Regions from separate parts of the Pan troglodytes genome. Here region 2 is linked to region 1. A link is a contact called in public Hi-C data. All regions are on one chromosome and are shown on one strand. The core of a region is the stretch at or near the end of the contact, and the rest is flanking DNA. Distances in the headings are between cores, read along the strand shown.

Region 1 (6,473 bases), core at 3,365-5,864:
GGAAGCGGAGGTTGCAGTGAGCCAAGATTGCACCACTGTACTCCAGCTTGGGCAACAAGAGCAAAACTCTGTCTCAAAATAAAATAATAGTAGTAATAAATCTTAGGATGGAACTGATTTGAAGTATTATATAATGTTGAAAAATATGGAACAAGAGTGTCATCAAGTGGCCAATATACTTTACTTTTAAATGCTAGGGGCTGGGTGTGGTGGCTCACGCCTGTAATCCCAGCACTTTGGGAGGCTGAAGTGGGAGGATAGCTTCAGCCCAGAAGTTCGAGACCAGCCTGGGCAACATAAGGCGACCCCATTTCTACAAAAAAAAATTAAAAAATAAGTTGGATGTGGTGGCATGCACTTGGTACCTTTGGAAGCTGATGTGGGAGAATTGCTTGAGCCTGGGAGGTTGAGGCTGCAGTGAGCTGTGATCACACCATTGCACTCCACCCTGGGTGACAGAGTGAGACTCTGTCTCAAAAAATTTTTAAAAAGGCCAGGCAGGTGGCTCATGCTTGTAATCTAAGCACTTTGGGAGCCCAAGGTGGGTGGATCACCTGAGGTCAGGAGTTTGAGACCAGCCTGGCCAACATGGGGAAACCCCATCTCTACTAAAAGTACAAAAATTATCTGGGTATGGTGGCATGCTCCTGCAATCCCAGCTGCTCGGAAGGCTGAGGCACGAGAATCACTTGGACCTGGGAGGCGGAGGTTGCAGGCGGAGGCGTGCTGTTGCACCCCAGCGTGGGCAACAGAGGGAGACTCCGCCTTAAAAAAACAAACAAAGTTCTAGTTGGAAGATCTCTTAGTCCATATCTTATGCCTGGAATACTTTTGTTTGTTCTACTTTTTCTAGAATGCTTTTAACTGTAAACATGTGATTTTGTGGAAACAGCCTTGAACTTACTTGACCACCAAACTTCTAATCTGAACTCAAGCAGGCAGACAGGTGTTTGGTTTTTTGATAGGATAGAAGAAGAGGTGATATGGAAAATTCCTCAGCTTAAGTTGCAGTGCCTGTGGTTTTCCGTTTCCACATTTAAAATAAAAGATATTTGAGGTTGTACTTCACTTATTCTTAAGCTTGCCTTGCTAATTACCAGGCTGCTTTCTCAAAATAATTCTTGAAATCGTAATTCTTTTTGGAAGTCCCTATTGACTAGAAAGGAAGTAGCCAATATTTTATGTGAATATTTGTGTATATTTGGATGTGGGAAGGAGAGAAAAATGAGGTTCAGAATAAGAAGTAAATGCTTTCCATCTCCCCATTCTTCCCTTCCCTTGTATCCCTTTCTCCCACTTTGCCGAATTTTACTCATAACCGGTGAACATACGTCTGCTGACACTGAGGGTTCTATCACCGCTTACCTGGTTTGACTGATGTGAGGGGCTGGAATTACCTTGGGGATTTGTATTAACAGGAGAATCTGAGCTTCAAAAATCTGCTTTTCAAATAAGCATCTAAAGTAATCTGCAATCACAGATGGTTCAAGGACCACATTTTGAGAGACAGTGCCTTATGGGGTCTTAGTTCTTCCCTTCCTCCATTCTCCTCATGACGTTGCGTCTTTTATATGCCAGCCAGTATAGCTGAAGTGTTTGCGATATAGCCAAAGACACTGTCCTAACTCTCAGGCTGTGTACTCTTTGATAATAAAAAGCATCAGTTTCGTCAGATGTGTTTTTTGGAGGCCTCATAATCCTGGTTGTATTGTTATTTATATTTCTTCAAAGGCCCTTTTTGATTCGTCGTATAGTATTGATACAATGTATTGATACTATATATATGATACAATATATATGATACAATGTATTGAATGCATTGTATCATATATGTTGATACCTTCATTTCCAACATAGCTAGAAACCTATAGTTTTGAAAGCTTTTGTTGTAAGTTTTCTCTCCATGGTAAATGGACCTTTGTCTTACTTGCAGTTTTTACCTGGTGATTTATGGAACAGTATTAAAAATATGTCCAGACTTTAATATACTGTTTCTCTATTTAGCATGCTTCAGGGTTATGGATAAAACAACAAAAAAATTCTTAAAATCGAGATGATACTTGCACAAAGAAAATTATACTAGTTGATACTGAGTGGTTTTTACAGCTAACCACTAGTACTGGACACTTTTTTTTTTTTTTTTTTTTTGAGACAGAGTCTCACTCTGTTGCCCAGGCTGGAGTGCAGTGCTGCGATCTCGGCTCACGGCAGCATTCGCCTCCCAGGTTCAAGTGATTCTCCTGCCTCAGCCTCCTGAGTAGTTGGGATTACAGGCGTACGCCACCATGCCTGGCTAATTTTTGTATTTTTAATAGACACAGTGTTTCACCATGTTGGCCAGGCTGGTGTTGAACTCCTTGAACTCAAGTGATCCATCCTGCCTCGGCCTCCCAAAGTGGTAGGATTACATGTGTGAGCCACTGTGCCCAGCCAAAAATAAATTATTAAATATTAATATTTAAGACTGGCATTGATGTTGAAATTTTCTCTTTTAATTGGAAATGTACTTTAAATCTAATTCTAATTTTCACCTTAGAGGCCTTTCTGTATATAGTTTATACTTGGTATTTTGATACAAAATGGCTCTTCCTGCATACTTACAAATTTTTTTTTCTTACAGTTGTTTTGGGTGGGTGGGGGGTCTTTTTCTTCTGTCTTTTCCATCCAAACATTTAGCTTTTCAATTCACCTGAATTTATCATGATATGCGTTATAATAAGAATTGATTGCTGTCCTCCCCAAATTGTCTCAGTTATATATAATATTTTAAAGCTTGAGAGTCCATGTATTCATGTAAAATTAAAAATGAGATAACTGATGATGAAAAGACTAAAACCTGAAATTGTAATATAGATACCATTCATGTCAGAATTGCTGTGTCTGGAGAGGTTAGGAAAATGAAGCTCAGAGAGTTTAATTATAATAAGGTCAAAAGGCCATATATAAGTAGATGAATTAATTGTTGAATCTGTATCTGCCATTAAGGAGTAATCTGAGATGTGGAACTCTTAAGTAAATGTGTTTCTCAAAGTTATTTACTCACAGAACCCCCTTTTATGTTTTGTAGTAGAATGGGAAATACTAATATTTTGTGGATTAGTGTTCTATGCAACATATTTTAAGAAAGGCTTTTTGTCAGATCTCTGGTAGAGAACAAAATATGAACCAGCCAAAACATTTCTATCATTATTTAATTAATTTTTCTTTCCAAAATACAATTAAACTTTTAAAGCACAAAAATTTTAAGATATTGGTAAAAGATGGGGTGAAAAAGTCCGTACCTTTCTTGATATTCTGTGGGAAATATGAAGCTGTAGGTAGCCTCTTTCTTCTTTAATAAATTGTGCTTGAAAACTTTCAGGAAGTGCGTAATTATTTAGATTAGAGGTTGACAAATTACAACCCATAGGCCAAATCTGGTCAGCTGTCTGTTTTTGTAAATAAAATTATATTGGAACACAGCCACGCCTATTTTTTATATGTTATCAGTGGCTGCTGTTGTGTGTCAGAGGAATGTTGAGAAGATGTGATGGAGACCATATAGCCACAGTGCCTAAAATATTATTTGGCTTTTGAAAGAGCAAACATTTTCTGACCCCTAGTTTAGTGAGCTGCATTCATATGTTTTATCTGCATAAAGACTCTTTTACTGAAGTTCTCGGCATTTCATCCTCTGTAAAGTAAGTTCCCTGGGAAGTCAAGCTGAAGTCTTTTTCTAGAAGCTTTATTATGGCTTGGTTTTAAACTCTTAGAGACATGCAAGATTCCATAGTTTTGCTTTCCTGAATGACATACAACTATCAGGCACTTGTATTGGCATGCCTGGCTCTTTCTTGCTGCAAACGTTTTACTGGTTTAATGGAAGTAATACCAGGGTATAGGGTAAATAGACATAGCTAACATCTTTTGAGTGCTATATGCCAGGTTCTGTTCTAAATTTTTAACATATATTATTTTGTTTATTCCTCACATCAACTCTGTGAAGTAGGTATTATTATTATCCCCACTTTATAGTTGAGGGAACTAAAGCGTAGGGAGATTAAATAACTTGGTCAAGGTCATCCAGTTGTTAAGGAATGGAATGAGATTTGAAACTTTTCCCCCAACTTACTTGCCTCCTAATTCCTTGATTCTTGAGATGAGTTCGGGCATATTTCTTCCTCATTACTTTCTCCAAGCCTGTGTTTCCACGTCATCTTTGAACGTCCTCATTTACACCACCGTGTCTTATTGTATTCTCTGATGAATTTCCAGGAGACCATTCCTTCTTCCTTGATGATTACAATTTCTGACTCACAATCTTCTCTATCCAATCTGCCTCTGTATCCTGATTTAATGCCATGTTTAACTCAAGTTGTTTCTTGTATTTTTCAACTTTATATATCCACAGGCATGGCCAGGCCTTACTTTCATCACTGGGAATTGTTTTGCCTTTATCGTGAACTCTGAATTTCTGCTTTCTGACTTCTGAACGGTTCACTTACATACAGCCCTTACATGCTAGTGAGCTTCTTTAATTCAGTCCTTTTTAACGTTTCGTGTGCATAGGAATCACCTGGAAAGCCTTATGCAGAATCCTGAGTCACACCCTTAGAGATTCTAATTCAGCTGGTGAGGGTTGATGCCCATGAATTTGCATTTCTATCACCTTTCCTGCAAATGCTGAGGCAGGTAGGTCTATGGACATACATTTTGAGAAGGATTGCTCTAATTAATACTTTGCCCCAGAGGATCAGTAAAACTCTCTAATTTGCATAAAGCCTCCATTCACATTCTTTCTTTACTTTTTTGATGACTTCTGTAATTACTGAGACAAAGGCCTTTTGATGAGAACTCTGTTGTATTTTATTTTCTTGAAATAAGAGTTTTTCTATTTATTCTTTTCATATTCTTCTCTTCTACTAAGTCCCTTTGTCTCACTTTCTCCAGTTGACTTTTGGCTCCTTCTTTACCATTAACATTTTTGTGTCTTGCGTTATCAGTTTCCCCTTTTATAGTGAATTGGCTTTTTTCTATCGGCCTTCAGTAGTGGTCAAATAAGCCCCTTTCCTCAAAATACCATTCCTTCCCATCTTCCCTCCTTCAGCCTGTTTTGGAAGAAAAGTTACGGCTTTTAACTTCTTCACTAGCTATATCTTAATTTCTTGCAATCTGCTTTGGTTTCCAGAATTTTACTGGACTCTTGGACTGACAGATCAAATGACTTCTAGGTGTTTTTTGTTTTGTTTTGAGACAGGGTCTCACTCTGTTGCCTAGGCTGGAGTGCAATCTCTGCCTCCTGGATTCAAGCAATTCTCCTGACTTAGCCTCCCGAATAGCTGGGACTACAGACACACACCACCACACCCAGCTAATTTTTGTATTTTTAATAGAGATGGGGTTTCACCATGTTGGCCAGGCCTGTCTGGAACTCCTGCCCTCAAGTGATCCGCCCTGCCTCGGCCTCCCAAAGTGCTGGGATTACAGGTGTGAGCCACCTCGCCCGGCCTGGTGTTTTTTTTTGTTTTGTTTTTTTTTTTTTTGAGACAGAGTCTTGCTCTGTCACATACACTGGAGTGCGGTGGCACGATCATGGCTCACGGCAGCCTCTCCTGTGAGGCTCAAGTGATCCTCCCACCTCAGCCCCCTGAATAGCTGGGAGTACCAGTGGGTGCCACCTCGCTCAGCTATTTTTTAATTTTTTGTAGAGACAGGCTTCTCTATGTTGCCCATGCTGGTCTTACACTCCTGGGCTCAAGCAGTCTTCCCACCTCTGCCTCCCAAAGTTCTGGGATTGTAAGCATGAGCCACTGCACCTGGCCAACTCCTAGGTCTTAAATGCATAGTCTCCCCGAGACTTGCAGTGTTTGATACTATCATTTCTCTTTTTAAAAGTTTTCTACCTTTGCTTTTTACTCACTGCTTTTTTAAGGTCTTACTGTTCTAACTACTTCAGTTCTTGTTCACATAGTACTTTAATCTGTTACTGCTTTTTCTAAAGTTTGTGATGCTTTTCCCACCATCTAAATCTATGCTGTCCAGTATGGGAGCTACTAACCGCATGTACCTTTTGAGCACTTGAAATATCGTCAGGTTAGACTGAAATATTCTGTAAGCATAAAATGCACACTGGATTTTTAATATTTAGGTTGAAAAAGAGAATGTAAAATAGTTTACCAAATTTTTTTTAATGCCAATTACATGTTGGTAATACTTTGGATATATTGGGTTAAGTAAAATAAAATGCTAAAATTAATTTGACCTGTTTCTCTTTACTTTAGATATGACTACTTCTTCTGTGGCTTGGCTATATTTCTGTTAGATAATATTAATCTAAATCTCATCTTTCCTTAAGACCTGGATCAGTTTTCCATCTATTTACAAAGTTACCTTTGTAACTTTGTACCAGCCTTCTTAAACATTTGGTCCTCACCCCCTCTCACCCTACTCCCCCTTCCCAATATACTTAGCTTCTTCAAAGCAAGAGTAATTCC
Region 2 (6,056 bases), core at 1,452-3,951, 240 kb before region 1:
CCATATATTATAAAGGAGATAAAAGCACTGTTACAGTGTAGAAATGCAAGAACATCACCTTAACCATGTGATCAAACTTAATAATATTAAAACTTAAGGCATCAAATGTCTCCTGATAGCATGCCCAAAGAAGAACACAATATCCCATGCAGTAATCCTGCCAAAAATCCTGAATCTAATAATAAGTAGACAGTCGGCAAATCAAAATTAAGGGACATTCTGCAAAACAAAAACAAAAATATCACAAAAGATACCAATAACAGCACCCCTTTTCACCCCAAAAAAGGCTGGGGAACAGTTCTAGAATAAAGGAGACTAACTCAACCTGAGTTGAATGCAATGTATGGTCCTTGCCTGGGTCCTGAATGGGGAGGAAAAGATACAAAGGACATTAACAGGAAAATAAGAAAATAGGAATAGGAATATATATTCTATAAACAGTGTTAAATAACTTAAAGTGACAATTATGGCTGTATTAAAGTATGTCCCTGTTCTTAGGAGATACATGCTGAATCTATGTATTTAGGGGTGTGTCCTAATGCCTGCTGTCTCTCAAATGGTTTGGCAGAAAAAGAAAAGTGGTAAAATGTTAATAATAAATATCTAGGTAAAAAATGTATGGTATGCTTACTGTACTATTCTTGTAACCTTTGCATATTTGAAATTTATCAAAGTAAAAATTTAGGAGGTAGGGGTTTATCATAAAAAAAGAATGCTTTACATAACAAATTTAGATGCAAATACTGTTAATAAATTTCTAAGTCTTAAGAATTGACTTCTTATTTTAAGTAAATTTCTGCTATAAAGGAATCATAATAACTTTTTTGATTTTGTTTTATTTCACAGTATGATCTCCAGTGTGTTCTTATAGCCTATTATTAAATTAGTATTCCCTATTTAAAAAGATACATAATTAGACTACAAACTACCATTGAAGTATATAAAGTCAAATTAAACAATTAAATTTCAAATAACCATCTACTAAAACTAAAAAAGAACTGCCATGAAGCTATCTTTAAAAACTTGCAGTTGAACAAAATGGAAAGCTTTTTTGCTTAACCTGTTGTGCTTAAAAAGAAAAACAACACCTTTTTCTCTTACTATTAAAAGAGTTGTTCCCAGCAACACATAATGGACTAAAAGAAAGAAAGAAAAAAAAAAGAGTTGTGCTAAATTATCATACCAGGCAAAATTACTTTCATGAGTTACATATAAAACACTTTCAAAACAAAATACTTAAAAAAAAAGCTAGGATTTTTATATAAAGCATTAAAAAAATCTAAAAATCCAACATGAAATATAAGTATTAACTTCTAAAATATAATTTTAAATAACCAGTGAAAATATATCTCTTAAAACTGGTATGAACTACTCAAAATAATACAGCTAATATTAAATTCACCTATGACCACAGAATTCACAAATCTAAAATCAATTCCCACCATAAAGAAGATTCAATATTTTAAAGAACTGATTTTTTTAAAAACTAAAGTCATATAAAAATTAGTACATTAAAACAAAATATTTTTGGTATTTTGATAATTCTAAAATTTAGAGTTTGTATAATGAAAGTAAAATAAAAAAACAAATTAGAAACTTATTTGCAATCAATGGCAAAACCGAACATATTATTCTAAGAGTTCATAAAATAAACATTAAAAATTCAATAGATAACTATCAATATCAAATAGATGATATACAGAACAAAAGAAAAAAGCTAAATAAATGTGGAAATACATTCAACAAATAATCAACAAAAAGCTATCATTTTAATAAGTGATAAAATTATAATTCCCAATAATGCTAAGGTTATGATGACCCCAAGTACACTCACACAATGCTGGTGCAGGCTTACAGCCATATAATTTTTAAAACACAATTTAGTGATACAATTCATTCTTTTTAAAAAATATTTGAACTCCTTTCATATGGGCACTGGGGTAGGCAAGAAAGCCACAATCTTCACCTTATACAATTTGTAGCCTGTTGTGAAAAGACTGATTTTTAAAAGAATAAGAAAGCATGGTAATTGTTTTAATAGAAAAAAACTGAGATTGCTAAAGAGGCTCACAACGCAAACATCTAACCTGGTATTGGGGAAAGCTTCCCAGACAAATGATCCTGTTAATCATTTGTTTCTCACTGGTTGCCAAACACCTTGCTAGGCATGAGACTTAAATGTTAAAACCATATGGTATCAGCCTGCAGAGTTAACGGTCTAGAAGTGGATGAAGATTCACAATCACAACAAATGCGGTAAATACAATAACCAAGAGGAGACAGAGAAGGGAGATGAAGTGAGCAGTGAGAGGAGACTATAATTGTTTGGGAAATGATGAGTACAACAGTTAAGGGAGAAGGAAGGAAGCAAGCAGCCAGGAGCAACAGTGTGAAAGGAGACAAGAAGAGTTAATGTAGACTGACATGTGGAGAAAGTCCGTTGTAAACATGATACAAAACACAGATGAAGGAAAGTCTGAGGAGCTAGAGCATGAGTTCAGGTTTGAACATGAGTCTCTGAGGCATTTGAATCAGAAAGGTAAAAATGACCAATATGCAACTAGAAATACAGGTCTGGCTCTCAGAAAAGAACTCTGAATTGGAGCTATCAGTTAAACAAATTATCCTGTGACTATTCAGGGAATGGGGAGAGAAAAGAGCAGAATCCTAAGAAATGCAGATCATTTAGAAAGCAGCGTTAGAGGAGTCCAGGAGGAGAGAGATCAAAGAGCTGAGTAACTGGTCTGGTCTCAAAAGCCAGAGGCTAACAGAGCTGACAGAAAAAGGAAGTAGTAAACAGTGTCAAATGGGTAAGAGAAATAAAATTAAGCCCCAGAACAATAATTCAGAGGTGGGGTGATGACAGTAAGAGTCAGGTGGCAGATAGCTGAGGTGTGAAGTTCTTTTTATTAAAAGAAGTAAAACCAAGGCTGAGCACAGTAGCTCATGCCTGTAATCCCAGCACTTTGGGAAGCCAAGGCAGCAGGATCACTTGAGCTCAGTTGTTCATGACCAGCCTGGGCAACATAGCGAGACAGCGAGACCTTGTCTTCACTAATATTAAAAAAAAAAAAATTATTCGGGTATGGTGGCATGCACCTGTAGTCCCAGCTACTTAGAGGACTCAGGCAGGAGGATCACTTGAGCCCAGGAGGTCCAGGCAGCAGTGAGCCCTGGTGGTGCTACTGCACGCCAGCCTGGGCGACAAAGTGAGACTATCTCAAAAAAACAAACAAACCAAACAAAACCCAGAAGCGAAACCAGTAGGAACTTTTTTTTTTTTTTTGAGACAGAGTCTCACTCTGTCACTCAGGCTGGAGTGCAGCGGTGTGATATTGGTTCACTGCAACCTCTCCCTCCCGGGTTCAAGCGATTCTCGTGCCTCAGTCTCCCAAGTAGCTTGAACTAAAGTTGCGCGCCACCATGCCTGGCTAATTTTTGTATTTTTAGTTGAGACGGGGTTTCACCATGTTGGCCAGGCTGGTTCTCGAACTCCTGACCTCAGGCGAACGGCACGCCTTGGCCTCCTAAAGTGCTGGGATTACAGGCGTGAGCCACACCCCTCCAGCCAGTAGGTAGGTACTCAAAAGAAGCTTGCTGATGAAGGGAAAGAGAGGATTGAAAACAAACTGTTGCAGGGATTTTTGATTTTGTTTTAAAGACATAAAGCCAGGCACAGTGGCTCATGTCTATAATTCCAGCACTTTGAGAGGCAATGGAATAGTGTGTTGCCATTGACATGAGAAATATGAAGACCATACTACACTGAAAAGTATTAAAATTTTAAGCTCAGGATTCAAGATTAGGCCGGGGGCGGTGGCTCATGCCTGTAATTCCAGTATTTTGGGAGGCCGAGGCGGCCAGATCACCTGAGCTCGGGAGTTTGAGAACAGCCTGAGCAACATGGTGAAACCCCCTCTCTACAAAAACAGCTGGGCGCAGTGGCAGATGCCTGTAGTCCCAGCTCAGGAGACTGAGGGAGGAGAATCGCTTGAGCCCAGGAGGCAGCGGTTGCAGTGAGCCAAGATCATGCCACTGCACTCCAGCCTGGGAGACAGTGAAACCCTGTCTCAAGAAAAAAAAAAAAAAAAAATTCAAGATTAGTCTACACCAGAATCACAACTATGTAAAAGCATATGATGTATATGAATGATGAAAACACTTGTAATAGGAGTTGAGGCCATTTTAGTTTTTATATTATGATCACTGTATAATAAATTAATTGGGAGAATATGATCACCCAAATAATATTTGATCAAAGTTATACAAATAATTCAAGTTGGGAAAGTAAGGTACCCAACTAAGGGCCCCCTGGTGCCAGGCAGAATGTGACATAAAAAGTGGTAGTAAAGGGGGATTCCAAAGAAGCTTTACCAGTATTAAAGTAGATACTGAGATGGAGGGCAAGAATGATTTGGCAGTTGTATGGCATTTGGGCTCGTATGCATATTTGAAATAGGGTGATTAAATGTGAGGGAATCCTTAGTTCTAAATAAGAAACTAAGTTTGAGAAATTTTTACATAATTATATGACACAAAATGTTTGCTTTTTTTAAATGTAATAGCATGATATAATGGATGCAATATTACGGGTAGAAAGTATAACAGAGGAAAGGCATATAACTTCTGAAGTCTCAAATTTAGGTTACAGGCACAAGGCTTACAACGTTATGTATCCATCCACATATAATTTATTCCACGGAATACTTGGGAGCATTAGGAAAATGAGTTAGAGGAGCCAAAACAAAAGGAATGGTAAGCAGAGAGTCCAGGATTCCGACTAGGTAAATTTCCCTGGGACACTCCTGCAGTCAGTAAGGAGGAAAGATTATTATTACTCACGCTGTAATTTACAAAAGGGTCTGGGTTGTATAAATCAGAGTATGCTGAACTTTTCAAGTTTACCCTGCTTCAAGCTAGTGGAATTACGTGGCAAGGCAAAGTGGTTCTTGTCAATACTATATTCATTTGCAAATATTCATAAGAATGAAAACATACAAAGCTTCAATTATCCAAAAGTATAACCAAACTGAAAGGTTAGATTATCTTTAAAAGTTAATTTTTAAAAGTTGGAATATTACTTGGCTCACATTAAAATCTCAATCACCCAATCTCTTCCACAGCAACAGGATATAACTAAACTATCTGATTTGAACCTATTCCCCACCAGTTCTTCATGGGATGCATACTGTATTGAGAATGCAAGAATTTACAAATATGTACAATTAATAGATACTTACAATGCAGTTCTTACAGAGAGGAGAATGGTGGTTACCAGGCACTGGAGGTGAAGGGGTGGGAGAGAGTATGTGATGGAAAGATGTTGACCAAAGAATACAATACAAACTTCCAGTCAGAAGGAATAAGTTCTCAAGATCTACTGCACAGCAAGGTGTCTACAGATAATTATGTTTATTTCAAAACTGCGAAGAGAATAGGTTTTAAATGTGCCCATTACAAAAAAAAGATAAATATGTAAGATGATAAACATGTTAATGAGCTTGATATAATCAGTCCACAATATATACAGACACCAAAACACCGCTTTATGCCCCATAAATACATAGAATTATTGTCAATTAAAAATAAATTTTTTAATTAAGTTTTTAAAAATGAAGTTCTTCCTATCTCAAACACTTCACCTCCTGTCCTTGAAACTAGCTAATTTCCAGATCATCATCTGGTCACTCCCTCCAAGTCTTCCCTGATGCTTTAAGATGACTCATCATAGCAACAACTTGTCACACTCTATTGTAATTTCAGGTTTACTAGTGTGAAACTCCCATCAGAACGTAAGCTCCAAAAGGATGGAGCCACAATTAACCTGACCCAAGAGTCCAGTGCTTACCACCTAGCACAGCGTGTGGCAAATATAATGAGTAGAATTAATATTTATTTTATTTGTTTTTTTGAGACAGGGTCTTGCTCTGGGCTGAAGAGCAGTGGCGTCATCACAGCTCACTGCAACCTCAACCTCCACGGCTCAAGCAATCCTCCCACCTGAGCCAGCGCATGCCACCATGCCTGGGTAATTTTTTAAAAAAAATCTGTAGAGA

Evidence for each region. A called contact is a pair of places that touch in the nucleus more often than the background predicts.
Region 2: a Hi-C map of induced pluripotent stem cells shows a contact between it and region 1, with 2.2 times the contacts expected there. The contact joins two enhancer-like sites. A contact is called at or near these places in 2 of 7 Hi-C or Micro-C datasets (induced pluripotent stem cells and stem cell-derived neural progenitor cells).

Annotation. Positions count from the first base shown.
Region 1 is chr10:53,478,517-53,484,989 of NHGRI_mPanTro3-v2.0_pri, reverse strand. The region is part of intron 4 of PPHLN1 (periphilin 1); the gene reads left to right. Among named protein-coding and RNA genes, the nearest start is that of ZCRB1, 41 kb to the left of the region's middle. Within about 2 kb of position 4,614, at least 1 of the 24 cell types and tissues checked has an H3K27ac peak or open chromatin away from gene starts, as enhancers often do. A contact at or near this core is called in induced pluripotent stem cells, where this site is marked.
Region 2 is chr10:53,717,431-53,723,486 of NHGRI_mPanTro3-v2.0_pri, reverse strand. All of the region lies in intron 2 of GXYLT1 (glucoside xylosyltransferase 1), which reads right to left. Among named protein-coding and RNA genes, the nearest start is that of GXYLT1, 19 kb to the right of the region's middle. Within about 2 kb of position 2,701, at least 2 of the 24 cell types and tissues checked have an H3K27ac peak or open chromatin away from gene starts, as enhancers often do. A contact at or near this core is called in induced pluripotent stem cells, where this site is marked.